Linked DNA regions of Sus scrofa: region 1 is linked to region 2. A link is a contact called in public promoter capture Hi-C data. All regions are on one chromosome and are shown on one strand. The core of a region is the stretch at or near the end of the contact, and the rest is flanking DNA. Distances in the headings are between cores, read along the strand shown. Region 1 holds the start of ACO1 (cytoplasmic aconitate hydratase). Region 2 holds the start of TMEM215 (transmembrane protein 215).

What was found. Promoter capture Hi-C pulls out the DNA fragments that hold promoters and counts their contacts.
Region 1: a contact with region 2 is called in a promoter capture Hi-C map of fetal liver, with 3 times the contacts expected there. The contact joins the promoter of ACO1 here to the promoter of TMEM215 in region 2. A contact is called at or near these places in 1 of 5 promoter capture datasets (fetal liver) and 5 of 47 Hi-C or Micro-C datasets (embryonic fibroblasts, heart right ventricle, mesenteric adipose tissue and 2 more).

The regions. Positions count from the first base shown.
Region 1 is chr10:34,000,127-34,005,579 of Sscrofa11.1, forward strand. ACO1 (cytoplasmic aconitate hydratase) reads right to left here and starts at 1,769. Exons shown (of 21, transcript XM_003357729.3): 1 at 1,630-1,769. LOC110255598 reads left to right here and starts at 1,080. Exons shown (of 3, transcript XM_021064275.1): 1 at 1,080-1,440; 2 at 1,521-1,995. The coding sequence starts at 1,080.
Region 2 is chr10:33,668,516-33,673,551 of Sscrofa11.1, forward strand. It overlaps TMEM215 (transmembrane protein 215), which reads right to left and starts at 1,995. Exons shown (of 2, transcript XM_013980192.2): 1 at 1,530-1,995; 2 at 1-1,305. The coding sequence starts at 1,247. The coding sequence ends at 540.

The sequences.
Region 1 (5,453 bases), core at 519-3,018, 330 kb after region 2:
CTACCACACACCAGCAGGCAGGACAGACACTGGATTCTGGCAGGGGCTAGGAAAGGGCCACTCACAGGGACATAGCTCTGAAAGTGCAAAGTGAAGGAGCCCCAAGATTGGGGGGATCATATTCCAATAAACTCCAGGCCACACAGCCACTCACAGAAATGAACATGGAGGAAAGGAAGGCAAAAACATGCCTCCCTGTTCTTTTGGAAATGAACTTCTCAACTTGCACAAACTCCTCCACACTTGGCCCCGGCTCCCCATCGGCAGGTCTCTGAAGGCACAGGTCCTGTGTGCCACATGACTGCCACAATCTGGACACGCACGGCTCAGCTCTGCAGGCAGCCAGAGGCATCTGAGAGCCCTGCCGGTTTCCAGAGTGAGGTCAGGCTTGGCTGAACCTACCAGAGGTTAACACTGTCCACACAGGGGGTGGTGTGTGTTCCCATTCAGAGAAAGATCACAAATAAGCGGGTCTAAAGCCCGGTGAAGTGACTAAAGCCTCTGAAGCATTTCCTTAGACCAGTGGTTCTCAAAGTGTGGTACTGGGGACCCAAGAGAGCCACGTGGTCAAAACCATTTCATTATAATACCAAGATGCTATTTGCTATCCTCGCTCTCACATTTTCAGGAGTCTACAGTGCAGTTTTCCAGAGGCTACATCACATGTAATAGTGCAACAGTCTGAATGCAGAAGCAGATGTAGGAATCTAGCTGCTGTCTATTACACCTGACATTAAAGAGATTTGCAAAAATACAATACAATGCCACTCTTCCCATTAAGATTCCGTTTTGAAAAGAATGGTTATTTTCATGAAAATATATCAACATATAATACATCCATTATTATTTTTAACTGAATTTCTAAATAAACATTTCTGTTTTAGTTATGTATGGTACATATACATATAACCCACATAAACCAAAGTCCTAAGTAAAGGGGTTTTTGACTCCTTCCCCCAAAGTTTGAGAACGGCTATCCTAGAGGCTGTCCAGACTCCCTACCCCCACCCGGGAACACCCTCACCCTACCTCCTCACACCACCCCCTGAGGAGGGTTCTAAGTGTGGCAGGGAGGGAGGATGGGCCATTCTAAAGTGCTGGCTGAATTAGGAAAGGCTGCCTGTGCTCCTTCCTGGATCTCTGAATCCAATAGGACGGGCTCTGTGCCCACCCCTTCCACGAGGGTCTCTTCCCCCTCCATTTTCATTTCAGCAGTTAGTGTGGACTCCCCATCTGTGCCCTCCTCAGTGCGGATTTCCCTATCTGGCCACCCGCAGCTCCGTGAGAGGCGCACACCCTCTTTGGGGTTAGGACTTCCCAGATCAGCCCGAACTGTCTCAACGTGGATTCTTCCGGCGGCCCGAACAGTCCAGGCAAATAAGGCTGAGGGGAGCCATTTCCCTGTCCTCCGCGCGGCACAATCTGGGGACAGGGCGAGGGGTCAGTCCCCAGGAACTAGTCCCCGATTCTCCCCTCGGCCTTCCCCGGATCCTCGCCCCGGGCCACCTTGTGCGCTGCAGCCGGGCGCCGGGAAGGTGCCCGGGTGCCGCGGGCTCGCACCCACCCCGCCTGGGCCGGAGCGGGCAGCGCTCTGGCCTGGGGACGTCAGTCGGGCCGCGTAGTACTCACCGGTACTGCACGGCAGGGTCTGACGGGCGGCCCGGCACCAGGCTGCGGGGCGCTCCAGTGCGCTGCTTGGTTCCAGCCGCTGCCTCCGAGCGCCTCCCTCTGTCGCCCTCGGGCCACCGGCCGAGGGGCGGAGCCGGGGCGGGGCGATGGTGGGGTGGCCGGTGCCCGACTAGGACCCGAGGCCCGAGGGGCGGGGTGGGGCGGGGCCTGTAGGCTGCGGGAGACCTCGCCCCCGCACGCCGGAGGGAGGGTGGCTAGAGGTCGCTGGCCGGAAGCTGTCTCCGGCCAGGATCCTCCTCCGCGGGCCCAGGGCCTGGGACACGCTCTCTATGGGGAGTGGAGTGTGACTGCCCGGCTCGCTAGAAAGTAAGCCCAAGGCGCGGGGAAGAAATGCTGCATTTTAAAATGATTTGGCCGTCTCGGTGGAGGCTTCATTATCTGGCGCCCTGGTACCTGCGGTCACCTCCCCTCTCTTTCCTTTTGCCCCCACCCCCACCCCTGTCTTTAATGACTTGCAAAGCACGCTGAATGACTTGCGGGGACTTCAAAGTTTCCATGATTACGAATGCAGAGTTTAAACGTTAATTTTTTTATTTTATTTATTTATTTTTTAATGTGTAACAACACTTCCTAATGCAGGCTGTTCACTTCTCAGAAGTCAGAGACATGGCCGAGTTGACACTGAGTGGGTTTTTTTGTCTGCACCGGCTTTGATATGTTGCTTGGAGTTGCGCCTGCTCAGGCAAAGGTGGATGATTAGGTCTTTCTAGATGAAAGGTGAGATATTCTTGCCCAGTTTATATAGAGAGTGATTATAGTTTTCTGTCTTGAGTTTCTGAATAAAAGGATGAATAAATAATAACTAATACTGATTCCGGCTGCTACCAGTTACCATGTACTTACTCTGCCAGGGCCCTGTGATGCATATGTTATTCAGTTCATTTCTTCCAATTGCCCCATAAAGGGAGAAATATGACCTTGTTTTGCAGACATGAAATGTTCCTTAGCTGGGATTCAGTCCCCAGGGATTTCTGACTCTTAAGCCCCATTTCATCATGCTGCACGGTAGGCTATAGCTGTCCCCTACTTAAATTTTATATTTAAATATAAAAGGTTATCTTTAATTTTGAAAGAGGACATATCCCTTTTATTTCCAGTATGGGAGAAGACTTTTTTCTCACCCACTTTCTAAAGTCCTTTCATTCACTTTCATTGAACAAACTCCAACCTGAGGAGTTCCCATTGTAGCTTACTGGGTCATGAACCCAAACAGTGTCCATGAGGACTTGCGTTCAATCCCTGGCCTCGTTCAGTGGACTAAGGATCTGGCGTTGCTGCCTTGAGCTGTGGTATAGGTTGCATATACCACTTGGATCTAGGTGTAGGCAGCTGTAGCTCCTATTCGACCCCCAGCCTGGGAATGAGTGTGGCCCTAAAAAGGAAAAAAAAGAAAAAGCTACATTCATAACAAGGAAAGGCAGTTCTTGGGCTCATCTTAGCCTCCCACAAATATCCAACTGCCACCCCTTTCCATGCCAGTCATAGTCTTAATTTTTATGCCCTCTTTCTTACTGAGTGCCTTAATTCCTGAGCTGCCTTCGCAGGAAACCAGGATCCCCTGGCCATCTGCTTTACAATTAAGCACCAATCCCCTCAACATAGCTACTAATACAAACCAAATGTGATTAAATGTCCCATTGAATCCTTACAAGAGCCCTTGGAGACTTGTGACATTGTTGCCACTTTGCAGATGAGGAAACTGAGATTCAGAATGATTATATGACCTGCTTCAGGTCATATAACTTGTAAGTGGTGTTGCCGGGGTTTGAGCAAAGGCTGATCTAATTCCAGAGCTTGTGCTTTACATTCTATGCAACCAAATAAAATTTTATTTATATGAACATTGGCTATTGTGAGGTTATATGTTATTCATTCTTTGCAGAAAAGAAGAGGATCTTAAATGTCTTAGGAGGGAACACTGATCTGTTACCATATGGTCTAGAATTTGTAATTATTTTCAGGGCTGCGTCTCCCTGATAGCACAGAGGTCCCTGCTGCAGTCCTGTAATTTAGGTGCTCACAGGTAAAGATGCTCCCTATCCTGGGGGTGGAGATGTTGGAATTGGGAGCAGTAATGTCACTCTTCTGAAGTTGCTGCTATTGATTTATTTCATTTTTTTTCCCCAGAAAATGATATGGTGATGAGTTATTCACAGCTGAACATATACCTGATATTTATGTTGTACATGCTAGTATTGTAAATGCTCATAAAGTCCAGAAGGGATACTTCCATTCAGACTGAAGTATGTAGAGAGGTAACCTCAGTCCTCTTCCTGGTGGTCTAGAAAAAGAAGGCAAAATCTAAGAGATGGCAATCACAGCTTTAAGGACAGGCATGATGGCCACTCAGAGAGGCAGTTTCCCAGTACAACACTGCCACCTGTCAGATGCAGGCAGTAAATACACCTCTTAAAAAGGGGGCAGCTAGTGACCTGTCACCAAGGGCTTCTTAAAGATGAATGCCTGGGGTTTGAGATTGGAATATGTACACTGTGATATATGGAATGACTACTGTATAGCACAGGAAACTACGAAGTATTCTGTGTTGATATATATGGGAAAGGAATCTAAAAAAGAATGGATGCGTGGCATATGTATAACCGAATCACTTTGTTGTAGAGCAGAAATGATCACAACATTATAAGTCAGTTTTACTTCAGGAGTTCCTGTTGTGGCTCAGCAGAAACAAATCTGACTAGTATCTATCAGGATGCAAGTTTAATCCCTGGCCTCGCTCAGTGGGTTAAAGATCCTCCATTGCCTTAAGCTACCGTTTAGGTTGCAGATGCAGCTCAGATCCTGTGTTGCTGTGGTGTAGGCCAGCAGCTGCAGCTCCAGTTCGACCCCTAGCCTGGGAACCTCTATATGCCATGGATGCGCCTCCCCCAAAGATAAATCAACTATATTTCAATAAAACTTTAAAAAATGGGAGGGGGGGAAGCTGAATCCCTGGGGATTTTCCCTGTGGTGCAGTGGGTGTAGGATCTGGTATTGTCACTGTAGTACCTTGGGTCACTGTGGTGGCTCAGTCTTGATTCCTTGCCTGGAAACTTTCATATGCCACTGGTACAGCAAAAAAAAAAAAAAGCCAAATGGCTGATCCATACATAGAGGGCTAACAACTCTGTAGTCTGATGTCCCCATTTTGGGGTCGGTCAACTAAGACTTGACAACCTATAAGGGAAAGGCCCATTATACTCACTTGTCAAATGGAAATTGTATAGACACAGTTCGCCTAGCCCCATAAGCATCTCCATTTAGCTGAAAAAGTAGCAGCTATCACTTTGGAGAAACTTTATACCCCATTATACCACCTGAAATAAGTTCATTGGTTCACTGGGGCCTTTGATTCACAAGTTTCCACTCTATTTTATTTTTTTTTTCATTTTTTTGCCACCCTGTAGCATATGGAGATCCCAGGCCAGGGATCAGATCTGAGCTGTAGTCACAGCCTAAGTCACAGCTGTGGCAATGCTGAATCCTTAACCCAGTACCAGGCCAGGGATCGAACCTGTGTCCCAGTGCTTCCAAGATGTTGCTGATCCTGTTGCACCACAGCACAAACTCCAGGGGTCCACTTTAAAGCTTAGGCCTGGTTCACTGATGGTTTGGCTGGGTTGGATCCTGTTAGTGTCCACTGGGGCTGTTTTGGCTATTCAGCTGCTGCTCAGTATATGCCACCTGGAAAACTAGTATGATTGTCCACTCCATGGGCAGAACTCAAGACCATTGCCATAACTTTGGCCAATAGTCCTTGTGATGAA
Region 2 (5,036 bases), core at 745-3,244:
GGTGTAGATATTCTATCTTAATCTATCTTAATTTTTTTTTCTTTCAGCAAATACTGAGCATGCAAAGCTTTCACCAGACAAGATCATTTCATATAATGAAACATTGAATTGTTTTTTCTTTCAATTTCTTCAGACCGAAAGCAGCTCAGTTTCCCTATGAATAGTCCACATATCATTTCATGCCTGGTATCTGCAGCCCACTCTAGATTTATCTTGCTTTCAGCAGGTACTGGCTGGGTAGCACTTTTGGGGTTATTTTACAGAACATCGAACATGGTTTAAATTGTTAAAAAGCAATTTGAACTGTTTGCTTTTCGACCCATTGCCTCTTTCAGTGTCTTTAACCCTTATCACCCTTCCCTAAAATGTCCCCAACGTGCCTAATTTACATGGCTCTCAGGCACCGGAGATTTGCACACCCATCACATACCAGGTTAGTTTCTAACAGTGTGAAGGCTGCTGGAGCAGGGCAGTTTCCTTCCAATGGGAGCTGCGTGTAGTCATGTATCTGTCAACACAGCAACCCTCTTATGCAAAGCTTAGACTATTGTCTCGTGATCCCACCTGCCTTGGCTCTGATTGATGTAACAACAGTATCTGTCATAGGGGCTGTTCTGCTTGTAGGAGCAAACAATGATACTGTCCTGGGGCACAAAGAAGATGCTGTCCTCGGGCTCAGGGCACTCAGACTTGTCCCAGGCTGAGCACTTGACGTCCAAGGCACTGTAGGTGATGGAACTGCCTGAGGGACAGTAGCCATCCAGGTATCTGGATGTCTCCTCTCGATGCCTGCTCTGGACAGGGCTCTGACATTCTCCTTCCTTCATGGGTGTGGGGGTGGTGATGGAGCTGGCCCCAGGCACCTCGCCCTGCCCTTGGAGGGGAGGCTTCCCCCTGAGGCCCGCCTTCTTCGCCAGCTCATCTGAACTTCCCTTGCCTGACTCCAGGTCTGAAGGGGTCCTCAGCAGTTCCACCACCTCCTTATCCTTGGGTTTCCGGAAACAGGGCAACTTGCGGACCCATAGCAGCTCATTCTCCGGCCACTTGGTGCATCCCTCAGTTTTCCTGGCCAGGGCAATGGCCGCGATGCCTGGTAGGCAGATGGCTGGCCCTATGGCCAGGAGGGGGATGTTTCCCAGAGTCTCTCCTTTCATCCCAGAAACCGTGAACATGAAGCCAAAGACCAGGAAGACACTGACCAGGGCCACAACCAGACCAGTCCTTGGGTTAATGTCATCAGGCCGCATCTTTCACTCCATTCAGGTTGGGGGCTACCTGCTGGCCAGGGAGCAACGTTCTTCTCTACTGTCAGAGGCAAAACTGCACTGTGTTAAAAAACAAAACAAAACAAAAAACCCAAGTCAGTTTCCCAACCCAACTGTCTCTCTTACTCCTTGCCTCTGCCACTCTATCTGTATGTCAGTCAGGATCTCTGTCTCTGTTTCCCCCTCTTTCTCTGTCTCTTTCTTCCTAGCGCACCCCTGCCTCTCTCTCATACAGGCATCCACCGACTGGGGTCACTGAGGTACCTGAGGTTTCTTGTCGTCTCCCAGGAGCAGGGAAAGAAGCCAGTCTGAGTCTCCTTAAAAATCTCCACAGCAGCTGTCCCCTCGGCTCTCTCCCTTGTTTCTGGAAGGAAAGCCTGCCTTTTCCCACCGATTTTGCATCCAGGAGGTGGGACGTGGGAGCCTGTCTTTCCCAACTGTGCCCGTCGGTCTCCAGGGCTTTGGGAGCGGAGCAGTGTGCAGCCCAGCGCTCAGCTCTGCTCGCAGAGCGCGGGAGCTGAAGGGAGGAAGGACTTAATCTAGGAAAGAGGGAAAGCGGCTCGCGAGCCTGGCCTCGTTACATCACTTTCAGAGCAAGCTCAGAAACAAAGACGGACGCGCGGGGGCGCGAGGTGGTTAGACCCTGAGGAGAGGCCACCCGGGCAGAAGAGGCTGCTCAGGGTCCAGTCGAGATACTTGGAGCAGCCCGAGTTCTTCCCGCCTCTGCGCGGGATGGCTGAGCTGGGCGGCGGGACCCGCTTCCGCGCCCGAGGAGGGTCCGGGGTGCAAGGCTACCGCGGGCCGGAGAGCTTAAGTCGGGCCAGTTTGCCCACGGGGCAGCCTGGGCTTGGAGTCCATGGTCTGAGGGCAAGAGCTGCCAGCTGAAGATGTCCCTCGGGGACTTGGATCCTTCTCTAGTTACAGATCTGGATGAACTGATCCAACCTATAGCAGTTCACAGAAGGTTCCCGACCTCCCTGAACGTCGAGGCTCTCAGGGCTCGGAGGGCATGCTCCTCCAGGGTCCCGCTGCCCGCGGCAGTTCTGGTTTGGGGCGCTGGGTGGCAGTGGCGCGCAAAAGCGCTCTAGCAGCAGAGCAGGCTGCGTTGCCAGAGCACACCGAACTAGTGCCCAGGCTGAGTTAGTGGGCAGGGAGGTGCCAGGTCCTACTTGGGCCCTGGTCTTACAGCTCTGGATCCTAGAGGGGGGTGGACTTAAAGCCTGGATCCCACTCCAACACGATTGTGGTGCCAGCCTCGCCGGCTGGGTCAAGGAAAAAAGGGTCTCTAGCCCAGGCTCCCCATTCCTGCATTTCTAATACACAGGTAGTGAGGAGAAGGCAGGGCCTTAACTGGGCGGGTCAGGACAAGTAGCCCGAGATGCAGTTCTAGCTTTGTGCGATTCTCTCCTTTGCTGAACCTGGAGTCCTAACTCCTGAGCTTCCTCCCCAACCTCAGCAGGGGCTAGACTGGGGCTTACCCTAGCCCCAGGGGCAAGACTGGCTTTGGCCATGGTTCTTCAACTTTTGGGGAATTAATGAACTGGGTGTGGAGAGGTGGGAGTGGGGGATGAGGGGCGTGAGAGGGAGGAAACTACATTCTTTCAGGTAGGGCCCTGCCTTGGTGGAAAGAATTTTGACATCCAGACCTTTCCCACCTAAATTAGGTTTGTGTTCATTATTGGGCAAGTGACTTAAGCTGTCTGAGAATCAGTTGAACCATCTGTAAAATGAGACTATTAACTATCAAATATGTGAAGTAACAAACATTACGAGGACTAAATAAATGTAAAATTCCTAGCACAATACTTGGTACAGGATTCTTGTTAAAAAAAAAAAAGGATGAAATATATATTTGCATAGTATACGATAGTCAATGTAAGGCATGAGCCAAATCACAAAGAGCCTGTCTGTGGGGCTAGGGACTTTTGACTTTATCCAACAAGTACTGAAGAATTGTGGAAGCATTTTAAGCGGGAATCAACACAAAAGCATTCCCTGGTGACAGCAGATTAGAAGACAGGTTGGGAAGTCTCTATAGGACGACAGTTCAGTAAGCCAGGCAAGGCATCACATGGGTCTCAATGATGCGGGGATAGTAGGGTGGTAAGAAGAAAGTGAATTTGAAGGATGTTTAGGGTAGAATAAAGTGTTTTGGATCAAAGGAAGTGAGATGGCAGTAGAAGTCAAGCTTGACTCCCAAGTTTCCCACTCTTTCTGCTGAGTAGATCAGGAATAAGACTCAGTTTTTCCACTCCAGCCTCTATTGTGTGTGTCCCTGGTACTCAGGCTCATTAGGTAGCTGCTGTACCTTTGGACATAGAACCGTTATTTTGGAAAGAAGGAAGAAAGTGGGAAAGGCAAGGAGCAAAAGTGAGATGCCAGCTGTTTGATTATTTGTCCCAGGAAAATAATTCTTTTCCTGGCAGCCCCACTCAGTAGATAGACATCTGCTTATATCTAATGGGCCAGAAGGATGTCATGAGGTTACCTCTAGGTGCAAAGGAGCCTGGGAAATCAAGGTTTTGCTTGGGAGGGGGTGCTTTTTTGGACCAGATTGCTACTCTGAAGAAAAAAAAAATCAGGGTTTTTGCTAGCAAGGAAAAAGAGAAGAATGAACATTGGAGAAGTAACCAGCAACATGTGTCACAACAATTGATCATGCTTACCTTTGTGAAGCTCTCTCTTTCCCGGCCTTCACTAAAGCCTTTCTATTCTCCTCTGTCCCTGGCCACTCATTTGCAGTCTACTTGATAAACTCCTCTTTGTTCTATTAACTTTTATTTTAGCAAAGCCCTTCAGTGTTGATATTCAGCTAGCTATACTGATGACTTCTATATTTATCTTTTTAGCCTTGTCCTTCTCCCTCAATTTGATTTATAACATCTAATTGTCCGCTTGATATCTGTCTGTATAGCATACAGACACCTCAAACTCAACACAACCTAAACTGAGCTCATCAAATTTTCTTAACACTTACTCTTTCTCATTTGACCCCCTCATTCTTCCTATTTGTCCAGCTGAGAAACTGGGATTGTCCTGTTCATTTATTCTCTGACAACTTACATCAAGCATGTCACTCAGATCATTATAGTCTTTCCTGCTAAATTCCTTTATCTTCTTTTCTTCTACCTGTGACTTCAGGCAAATCACTACCTTCCTGGGTTTCAGTTTCCTGTGAAACAGGCTTTGGATGGGGAGCTAGCTGAGGTTCATTTCAGCTCTGCTATTCTGTGGTTCTCTGACAGTCGCTTCTGCAGGATTGAACCGTCATTAGTGTTGTGCAGGTGCTCCAGCTATAGTGCTGGAAACCTAGTTGGAGCCTAAAGAAGCAACATTCCTGAACAGAGACCTCCTCTCACTCATACAAGCATCTAATTCCAATTGACTTTTAAGCAATGCAGTTCATTTACTTAGGTGTTAGATAAGGCGCATATATAAAACAGCAGGAAACTTCAATTACTGATTAATTATAAGCCTCATTATCAAAGCAGTTCCTTCTTAGAGGTAATAAGATGGTCTTTGAACAGCAGTATACTTTCCAAAATCAGTAGCAGAAGTGGTGGGGGTGGAAGACATCACTCAGGGTCACAATATTCAGAAACAGAAAAGGCATTCTCAGTATTTAATTTCTTGCCTGAACAGGCTGATTTTACTAGGATTTTAAAACCTTAAGCAGTTCTTACAATGCTGTAAGCATATTCAGCCATGTACAAAGGCTTTTCACTGGAAGAAAAAGGAAATTCAGGTTGGAACGAGGCTTTGGTATGTGGG